Linked DNA regions of Zea mays: region 2 is linked to region 1. Evidence: chromatin contacts called from public Hi-C data. All regions are on one chromosome and are shown on one strand. Each heading gives the region's core, a stretch centred on a gene start, on an enhancer-like site or on the middle of the called end of the contact. The rest is flanking DNA. Distances are from core to core; before and after follow the strand shown.

Region 1 (5,477 bases), core at 1,060-3,559:
GAAGTGGCCTTGGCACCGTACGCGAGCCAGATTCCCGCGAATGCTTTTTTTTCCCCCTAGTCACCGCAAAAGAAAAACCAACGCCATGGGAGCCCGGCCCAGTTATTGGAGACTCCACTTCGGGCCCAGTAAATTCTTTCGCACTCGAACTCTGGCCCAGTACTTCGTTCTAGCGGAAGCTCTGGCGCCATGGAAGTAGCGGGTTTACTATAGCTACTACAGGCCCAAATCATGACATGATTAGTCATGGGCCAACCATATACCATGATGGAGCGCACGAGAGAGAACAAGAATCCTTCCGTTGGTAGAACGAAGATCGAGCGAGGAACAAACAACTCTTGACAAGAACGGCTCCAAGCGGATCAGGGAAGGGCCTTGTCCCCGTTGCTCTAGAGTCGAGAAAGCCAGCTGGACGAGAACTGGATACGTCACATGTGTGTCCAGAACAGGTGTGACAACCGGCCGGCCTTTAGCTACGCACTCGGGTTTTGCACTGTAGTTACACCGGTCAGTGTCGTCGATCGATGGCGAGCAATCACCAGCACGACGGCCGGTGAGTCCTCAGTAACCGACCGACCGGCACGCTGCCGAGTGTCATGGCTTGTCACCCGGCCCATGCATGCAGCACACGAGTATTGGCAGTTGGCACAGACTCTCCTCCCATCCCATCCCTATCTGTCCAAACACGACGCGCGCCACCGGCCGGCGTGGCCGACCGCGGCATGGAGCTGCTGCCAGCTCCGCGGCCATTGTAGTGCTCGAAACCACCGTATCATATCAGCGTCGCGCGCGGTCCGTCCCCCCCTGCCTGCCTCCATCGGCGAACCCTTTCTGGCTCCTGTCCTCAACCTTTACCTCCGAGGCTAAGCAAGTTCTTGGGCGCGATTCGCGTCGCAGTCACGTCACAGCGTCACGTCAACGCCAATGGCCACGTCGGAATTTCAAATACCCGCACGGCCGCACCGCTTTCCGGCACCAAACGTTGCCCCACGACACGTGACTTGACAGACATCCGAATCCAGCACTCGGTTCGCTGCTGTGCTGCCTGCCCACTACGCACCCACCCACCGTCCACGGCCCAGGCAGCAGGCCCCAGTCGGGCACGTCTGAAACCTATGCGCCTAAGCAAGTAGGGATGAAAACGGGACGGGTACCCGGAACGGGTATCGGATACGGGTACCAAAACGGGACGTAATTTCGGGTACGGATACGGGTATTTTGTTTGTCGGGACGGATACGGGTATTACCCGGATATTGAACCTCGGATACGGGTAGGATACGGAATCACTAATACCCGGTCAGTACCCGAAAATCCCGGGTCGGATACGGGTACCCGGAATTCGGGTACCCGTTTTTTCTTTTTCTGCATAATATAGTTATAAAATCATAACTTTTACATATGAAATCGGATGAAGATAAAGTTTATATGAAAATTGTAGAGCTTGAAGAGATCTATGACTTTGTAATACAACAATTTTTTGTTTAAACAATATTTTAATGATTTAATTGTATTTTGATGATTTTCTATGACAAGAAATTAATAATACATAAATAGCCTCAAAAAATTGTGAAATTTTACGGAGATACAACATATGTCCATATGTAACCATAAAAAATGTTTGGATCATAAGATCTATAAGATATCCACGTTTCTTTCCTTTCACTTTCACTTATTTGTATGAGTTACATGTGAAATTAGTGTAAGTATCCAAGTTTCAACATAATCAGTACTTCACTTTATCATTTTCATACGAGGACTTGAGTTATCTTTATATAAAATGTTTATTAGTTTTTGTAACTTATTTGCAATTTTTTAGTGAAACTAGAATATTTATGAATTTTAAATATTGCGGTGTTGGTTCTACAATGTCCTTGTGATAAGCAACTTTGAACTACATGATGTCAATTTTACCGGTTTTCTTTCTTACATCTGATCTATCATATACATGATTATGTATTTCTTAACTTATGGATGGTTGGACAATTAATATCATCAGATGAACTACCCGACAATTATCCGGTACCTACCCGAGTAGTATCCGTTATCCGTTTCTTACCCGTCCGGATTATTACCCGGTCCCGTCCTGTATCCGTCCCGAATCTTAACTACCCGTATCCGGTCCCGTATCCGAGAGAAATACATTAGGGTAGGATATGGGATGACCCTGTATCCGGCTGTATCCGTCCCGTTTTCATCCCTATAAGCAAGCCACTAAACAATCCCGTCACAGATCATTAGCGGCGCGCGGGCGCAGGCGGGGCAGCTTAAAGCTTATAAGAGCAGGCGGGTCTGCTGCTAACCACGCCCACCAAACCGCGCCACCCAGTGTTCTCACTCACCAACCAACCGAGCGACACGCCTAGGACGGAGCGCGCACATACCTGCGACACCATGTCGACGACGACGACGACGATGAAGGCGAGCGACCCGGGGTCCGCGTGGTTCGGCAGCGGCGCCCGGGCACCGGCGGCGGCGGCGGGGACGGGCCACAACGTGCGGCTCATCACCACCGCGGTGGCCGCGTTCGTGTCCGTGCTCGGCCTCGCCCTCTTCCTCCACCTCTACGTCTGCCACGTCCGCCGCCGCAACCGGCGCCGCGCGGCCGCCATAGCCGCCGCGCTGCCGACCACGGCCGCGGCGCCGGCCCCCAAGGGCGGGCTGGATCCCGCGGCCATCGCGGCGCTGCCGACCACCCTCTACAGGAACGACGCGGCCGAGGCGGGCGCCGGCTCCGACGAGTGCACCATCTGCCTCGGCGCCGTGCAGGACGGCGAGGTCGTGCGCGCGCTTCCGGCCTGCGGCCACGTGTTCCACGTCCCCTGCGTCGACACTTGGCTCGCGTCGAGCTCGTCGTGCCCGGTCTGCCGCGCCGAGGTGGAGCCGCCGCCGCCGACGGCGGTGGGCTCAGCTCGGTTCGTGCAGGAGAAAGTGCAGGACGCTGTGAAGCAGGAAGCCGGCAGCTCCACTCCGGACCGGGGGATCGGTGCCTGTGCGTCGCTCATCAAGATGTTGAGCAGGGAGAGGCCGGCGCCGCGAAGGCCCCAGGGCGCCTACGCCGACGCCGGGGACTTGGACGACTTGGAACGGCAGCAGTATGCTGTTGCCGTGAATAATTAATTACTCTATTATTTTTTTTCTCTAAAAAAAAGACGGCCTTTTTAGTTTGGTCGTTTTCCTCATCATTTGTACATCCCGCACTTGCGTGAGTGGCGCAGTATCAAGACAAGGCTGTGAGCTCTTAACTTTTTTTGATGAATGCAAGGGCCCGTTTGAAAATAAATCGATATGCGGTTCCAATCTCTACAATTTAGTTCAGATTTGAACTATAAATCCTTAAATTTATCCATTTGTCCACACTCAAGTTTTGATTCTTAGCAGCCATGGATGAAGCTTCTAAGTTTTCTTTTTTTAAAAAAAAAAACACCCCCTCGCCTTTTTCTTTCTCTTACTCCACCAATTGGCGCATATGCATTTTTGTGACTTGACGTTGTCACTCAAACTCGACTCCCTCTCAAGGATTGAGGTAATGAAAATAACATTTTTTTTACATGACCATCCTTTTCCTTTTACGAGATATTGCAAAAGTCTTAATCCAGGTAGAAAATCTCCCATCTGATCTGTATTAGAAGGTGTTTTTCCCTTGTAAAACACAATATAGACGCTAAAACTTTTACACACGCAAATCCACGCACACATGAGCATCCTACCTCTTATCACATTCTACTTTGGAAGACTAGGCAGGTAGGCCTTTAAATTGAAAAGGACATAGATACCTTACAGTTGATAAGTATTCGCTGTAAAAAAAAGTTGCGCTAAAAAGACATGAGAGATACCTAACCTAAGGTTTGGTCCTTGATGGATATATATCGAGTGTACAATCTACCACAGGCTCTACCAAAGTACACATGTGTGATTTTCTCGTTCAAGTTCACACTTAGACCAATGTTTGTATCTAATAATACGTGAGGAGTAAAAATACACCGGTGGTCCTTAAATTTGGCATGTTGTGTCACTTAGACCCCGGACTTAGAAAACAAGGAAAACGGATCATTGAACTTTACGGGCCCGTACAAAATAGTCAAAACCGGATTTGCTCAAACTGGATAGCGTGACATTGTCGTTCTCGCACGCTAGTCGGGGACGCAACAATATGTTGGTCGGGACCTCATCACACCACCTAAATAAATAGTAATAAAGGCGAGCATAACAACAACATTCACCACACCTCTTGGTCCACAAACATAGGCTCGAGATTAGATTTAATCTCTATTTGGCTAGTGAGGGAAGGCCGACACCACCGTTGTCATCGACTCTGTTCACCGAAATCCGACCTTTATAACGACTTCTTGTAATTTCAAAAATACATTTATATGTTGTATATTTTCTAGTGGCTAGAGTTAATTATAAGCTAAGGTAGTGGACACCTAACACTATCAATTTAAAGTTCATTTAACGCAACTCAACTACAAGCATGATGCACGTTTGCTGAGTGTATAAATAAATGTTTCAGTAACCCAAAATAGTTTTAAGGTCACTTCAGCAAGTGGTAGCATCGTGCATGACCGCAGGCCGTTACATTACATGGGTAGTGTACAGTTGGTACGCACGCATCTCTAAAAAAATCCTTGTTTATTGAAAAGAAGCTACGAATTGCACGTGACGACGTCGACGGTGGTCACATGCAATGTTCCTTACTCGCCCTATAAAGCACAAAGCAGTGATGTCGTTTTTTTACAGAGATTAAAGAAAGAAAGAACTAACAGTGGGTGACCATGCATGATGCCGCATTCTTCCGGATAAGCTTACTATAATACGGAATAGTGCTGTCGTTTTTTTTCACGGAGATTAAAAAGAAAGAACAGTGGATGAACATGATTGCCGCATTCTTCCGGATATATAAGCTTTCTATAGTATGGGGAAGCTGGAAGAACCAGTGATAGAAGCTGGGAATGCGCAAGTTGACTCTTGCGCCAGTTGGTCTTTTCCGCCCTCGACCACACGCACTGCCGTCGTTCTATATAGTATTAGCGGGGGTGTGAATTGATCACGTACAGCTAGGACTCCTGCTCCTGCTTCTCAGAAATGCTCAGAGAGTAGAGAAGTGTCCACACGGGTCAACACCACGGCGCCAGCCGGGGTCAGCGTCAGAGAAAGAGAGGGAGGGAGGAAAGCGTTGCGCCTGCTCGCGTCGCCGTCGCCCAAAGGACTCCAGACCCGCCCGGTTCTCTGCGCACTTCTTTACTTCAAAGTCTTTGCATCTCTGCTGGATCGGAGGAAAAGCAGGCAGGCAGGCGGGAGTGGCCGTCCGACGCAAAAGCTGCCTCCTCCAACACGAAAGTTGCGGCCGGTGACTTGGAAAGTCGGCGGTGACGTCTCCGTACCGGGCCGAGAAAAATTCGGTTAGATCGCCGGAGAAAAAGCGACGGGAACGGGATTCCGGCCGGCCGGCGGACTACTAGCCCCGTGCGACTGCATG
Region 2 (5,477 bases), core at 1,190-3,689, 220 kb before region 1:
ATTCCTAGCTTTCCATCAAGACTAAACTTTCCCAACCTGTAAGCAAACAAAAACCAGAAACAGAACAACTAATAGCATGAAGTTTCAATCAATATATCATACAATTTTCAGTCCTCTAGCATCAGTGGTTTAACTTACTCATTGAAATCAAAAGAAAAGGAGAAATTGTCCTTGTCAGTTTCCTTTTTCTTTTCAAAAAGATCTGCATTTGAACTGGTGTGCTTCACTTTTTTCTTGTCAGGGCTAGAAAAATCCAGATCAGACATGCCCATTTGAAAGGACGGTAATTTGTCAAAGGCTCCATTAAGCCCAAAATCATCTCTGGTCAAAGGAATGATTTGTTAGAACCATCATGAACAAGAAGCAGTTGATGGCATCAAAAGTTGATGGATTCAAGCCTTTCAAGGGATTAGCTCACAGGTTGTCAAAGCTGAATTTCTTGCTACTCTTGGGAACTGAGTCAACACTGAAGTCAATCGTGTCTTTTCCTGATTTTGGTAACTTCCAAGATGAAAGGAAGTCATTTCCAAAGTCTTCATCTGCCAACATATAATAAGCATATGTCAGGTCAAATTAGAAAGAAAATTCCATCAATTCATAGCAAAAAAATGTGGATGCTGTTCAAGCATCACTTTCCGAAGGTAGTGTTAGACATGTGTGTGTGTCTTAACTGTAATGGGCTTAGGCCTAACTTATATACTATGATACTATCTATTAATATAGCAGCCCAACCCTAGTTAGGTTTAGGGTTTTCATTCTCCTAACATGGTATCGGAGGTAGTACTAGTAAGGGCCAAATATGATGAACATGGCCCTTGGTAGTTTCCAACGAGAGGTCTCCATTTTAGTAGTATAGTGAATTTTAGTCCATGCAGAGCATATAAATAAGGAATAAGGGCCTGAGATGATCAAGTAGACGAGTACTGACAGCTCACAAGAGAACATACCAAGGGATGAACTTATATTTTTACCATTTGCAGTAGAGACAGCTCTTTTTCGTGATTCGTCCATACTGTCAACAAACTCAGACCACATTCAAGGAAAAAGGGGGTAATACGTTAGAAACCATCAAATTAATATAATTAAATACAATATAATTGTGTATACAAATACAAGATAATTGTGTTACAACAGATATTTTTACATTACCAAATCAACGGATACAGGAAAGTACCACGCACAGCCCCTGTGTTGATACTAAACTAATCCAGAAGTGGGGAGGAAAATCATCTTAGTGATGATGAATAAAACATGTCTTACCAAACAGAACAAAAAACACAAGCAGAATAGCTTATCTACTAGTCGCAAATAGTTTGGATCACCTGCTTCCCTCTCTTAGAGATGTTGCTTGTATTCAATTCATACCATCCAATAACTAAGTCTAAACATTTATGTAAGTGGCACAACAATGAGAGGAACAATGCACCTTAAAAAATTTTAGGTTATTTGACATTCATACCCCCGGTTTTAGGGTTTGTGGTGATTTTGAACCTATTTTTTGAACTTTGTGTTTTTGCCCCTGTTATTTCAAATCGAAGCAAGACTTTGCCCCTATTCTGTTAAGTCATTATAACAGTGTTAATCCTGACGTGAGATAACAATTTTGCCCTTGCAGATTTGCCCTCGCTTTTGTTGGTTCTTTGTGATTTTACTTTTACCCATGTTTGGATTCAAAGGTTTTGACATTATTTTTGCAGATTTGACAAGGATTTTGGCAACAACATTTAACACAAGTGGCTGCATGTATTTTAAATGTTGCAAATTTTGACAAATTTTGCAAAATTTTAACAGCATTTATGCAAAACTATTGACATACACAACACACAAATCATTATCACACAACTTGCATTAATCATGAAATGCATAGACAACAACCATGATATGAGTACCCACACCCTATGCATAAGGATACAGCTTACAGCTCGCTCGCTTCAACTAATGCAGGTCCCTCACGACTCAGGAACCAAGTCCATCTGCATGTGCAGGGTGCCTGAGACTAAGAGTAAAGTGCTACAGTTGCACAGTATCATCCCCATGCAGCTCTAGTTTGCCCTCGATCCTCCCCTTAAGGAGCGATCGTTTATGACGTGAACACGACTACAGTATTGCAAATCACCAATGGCATGGCATCATCCCTTCTCGATTCGCGAATCATGGGATGAGACTAGAGAAAAAAAAACTACACACACGCACACACAAAAATAAAAGGTGGGATCAGACCCGAATACAAATACCAAATAGGCTGAGTTAGGGTTCGGTGCTCGGTTTCGCGCAGCTGGAAGGGGGGAGGGGGTGCGCATACCTGGTGGTGCCCGTCGCCGGCGAAGGACCCGACTAACACTTGGTGAAGGGGCCGACAAGACACCTTGGCACCTGGTGAGTGGTGATTGCCGTTGGCCTAGTGCCGGGGCGGAGAGAGCGCGCGCGGGGAATTGCTACTCATAGCAGTAGAATGAAAGTAGACCTGTTCAAGCAGTAGAATGAAAGTAGAGTCGGATGACGAGCGATTTATTACGGCTCGTACCTGAATACCTGATCCGTGTTTAATATCGGGTTGGGTCAGATCGTTCGTGTCTGTCTGTTTGTGGTTAGATCGAGTTTTTAACTTTGGGTCAAGTTTTTTCGGGTTGGATCGGTTTTGGGTCTAAAATCACGGCTCGTACGTGTACCCACCCATGAATTATTGCAGGTAAAAATATAGGTTTTTTAAGTTGGTGTCCTCAGTTTTTGTGGTGTGTTCACTTATACTCTTAGTCGTGTTTTTTGCTCAGCTGTGCTCTTCTGTTCTATAGCACTACAAGGCACAACTGAGAAAAAACACGATTAAGGATATAAGTGAGCACACCATCAAAACTGAGGGCACCAATTTAAAAACCCAAAAATTTATGACATGTACCCGCCCTTTGCATTGGTCGGATTGAGTTGAGCCAGGTTTTTTCGGGCGGGTTGGTCAGATCGGATGATCATGAGGTCTACAAGAAAGGCTGGCGGCAAATGGAGTCCAATGCTATTTTGAGAAATTTAGAATTATGTCATTATAAGATATAGGATTCACTACTTTGCCACACTTCGTTCGAATGCTATTATTAAACATAAATGCAATTTTGTATCTCTTTTCCATCTGTAGGTTGCTGCAGCGGCGTACGGTGGAGCCATGGGTTCGTCCGGCCTCACCCACCGTCGCGCACCATCTGGTGTTGCTGCACTTGTGTAAGACTGTCTTCAGCGGTTCCTCCTAAATTTGTCCCCCTATATCTCACTCACGTGCCACGTCAGCAATCTCTCTCCCCCTATATCTCCACGCTCTACAGCGGTTCCCCCTATAACAATCCTCTATACCCCACCACACCAATATTATATTTTCCTCATCAACTAACTCAACTACCATCAAATATTAAAATTATTTTTATTTATTCTTTGCACAGTACACGGGCGTATTTTGGTCCACGTGTAATTAGCAAACTTCATAATTACTATTAATACATTAGTATAAATACGGTACAATTTTATGTATTTTTATAAATACAAATTCTCATTCTTCTAGTACACGACACAAGTGGCTTGCACGACACGACTGGCTTCTACCGGAAGCCACGACCGCCTGGCTTCCTTCATACACCGAAGGCACCTATAAATAAGGTACCCTGGGGACATGCTCCACTCATCTACACACTCACCTCTTCTGTATCATCCGTCATTCCATCAGAAGACCGTAGTACGTACTCGTAGTTTAGGTCGTCATGGAGTCATTGAAAAGCCTTGTGTTGTCCTCGTCATCCGACGATTCCGACGATGAGATCGATACCTTGTTGCTTTCCCAACATGTTGAGCACCTTGTACTAGGAGACACGAGCACGCGCCGTAGGCGCTCCTCATTGCCTCGCCGAGTTATCCATAGGGACCACGCTGCTGGAGAAAATCTCATCAAACATCACTACTTCGGACCTAATCCTGTGTATCCATCACATGTTTTTCGTCGAAGGTATATTTCCTAAGTTATGATTTTACTATCATTTGTAGGTTTGTTTTGTTAATTTTTTGCTTTATTTTCGTTTATAGGTTTCGGATGCATCGTCCTTTGTTCCTACGTATCCTTCATGCCGTTCAGCGAGAAGACGAATACTTCACTATTCGATGTGATGCAACTGGTTTAGCACGGCTTGGTCCATTGCAAAAAGTTTGTGCTGCATTGCGTATCCTTGCGTACGGGTTACCAACCGATGCGGTAGATGAGTACATACAGATTGGACAGACTACCGCTAGGGACTGCCTTATCCGTTTTTGTCGCGCAATCATCTCTTCCTTTAGCGAACGATACCTTCGTATCCCTAACCACGACGACATTGCTCGCATACTACGTGTAAACGCCGACAGGGGGTTTCCGGGTATGCTAGGCTCTATCGATTGTATGCATTGGGAATGGCGCAACTGTCCTACTGCATGGCGCGGACAGTTTTGTGGGCGCAATTCGAGGCCAACAATGATACTAGAGGCAGTCGCTGGGTACGATTTGTGGATTTGGCATGCCTTCTTTGGAATGCCTGGTACCAACAATGATCTCAACGTGCTTCATCGGTCACCTGTGTTTGATCCGTTACGTAATGGGACGATGCCACCAGTGCACTTCACTATTAATGGGACCACTTACAATTTCGGATACTACTTAGCAGATGGCATATATCCAAATTGGCCTACCTTTGTAAAAGCAATTCGCCACGCATTTGAGGAAAAAAAGGTTCACTTTACAACCAAGCAAGAGAGTTGTCGAAAAGACATTGAGCGAGCATTTGGAGTTTTGCAGGCTAGGTGGGCTGTTCTACGTGGACCTGCTTATGGTTGGGATCGTCATCACCTCGCAGAGATGATGACTGCTTGCATTATTATGCACAACATGATTGTCGAGGACGAAGGAGATGGTGCAGCTAATGTGGACTTCATTGGCCCCACTGGGCCACCTGAAGTGTGTAACAATATTCCTGAGGTCCGCAACGAGTGGCTAAACAATCATATCTGCTCTGAGTTACCCAACGATCCCGACCAGGACATCACATGTCAGGCTACATACTTGTCTTTGCAGCACAACCTCATAGAACACCTTTGGGCTCGTCGAGGCTCCATGGGTTGATGGCTTTTATCCATAATATGTGGTACAACAATGTTGTTTACTTTGTAGTATGAACTAAATCATGTGTACCACGACTAATAGTCGTATCTGGTTTCTATGTCCGTAGTTGACAAGTCATGCTTCCTTGTATGTGTAATGCCTCTGCTACAAATAAGTTGCATATGTTGGCAAACTTCAAGTCATGTATGATAATCCTTATTATGAATATCAATAATCTGAAAATAAACAATGTTCAAAAACCAAGCTCATGATCTCAAACAACTAAGGAATTGTTCAACCACTCTAAAACACACATGTCCAAACACAGAGGACCACGGTTTGCCGATACAAAGGTGACAAACACCTTATCAAA

What was found. A called contact is a pair of places that touch in the nucleus more often than the background predicts.
Region 2: a Hi-C map of leaf shows a contact between it and region 1, with 4 times the contacts expected there. The contact joins the promoter of LOC100383271 here to the promoter of LOC100281635 in region 1. A contact is called at or near these places in 16 of 25 Hi-C or Micro-C datasets (bundle sheath, ear, endosperm and 5 more) and 1 of 3 datasets of contacts at active chromatin or transcription factors (leaf).

Annotation. Positions count from the first base shown.
Region 1 is chr3:201,280,679-201,286,155 of Zm-B73-REFERENCE-NAM-5.0, reverse strand. It overlaps LOC100281635 (RING-H2 finger protein ATL2K), which reads left to right and starts at 2,309. Exons shown (of 1, transcript NM_001154554.2): 1 at 2,309-3,261. The coding sequence starts at 2,393. The coding sequence ends at 3,118.
Region 2 is chr3:201,503,119-201,508,595 of Zm-B73-REFERENCE-NAM-5.0, reverse strand. LOC100383271 reads right to left here and starts at 2,439. Exons shown (of 15, transcript NM_001361982.1): 1 at 2,303-2,439; 2 at 948-1,012; 3 at 419-539; 4 at 139-321; 5 at 1-36. The coding sequence starts at 1,011. LOC103651196 reads left to right here and starts at 3,664. Exons shown (of 2, transcript XM_008676815.4): 1 at 3,664-3,982; 2 at 4,060-5,158. The coding sequence starts at 3,741. The coding sequence ends at 5,125.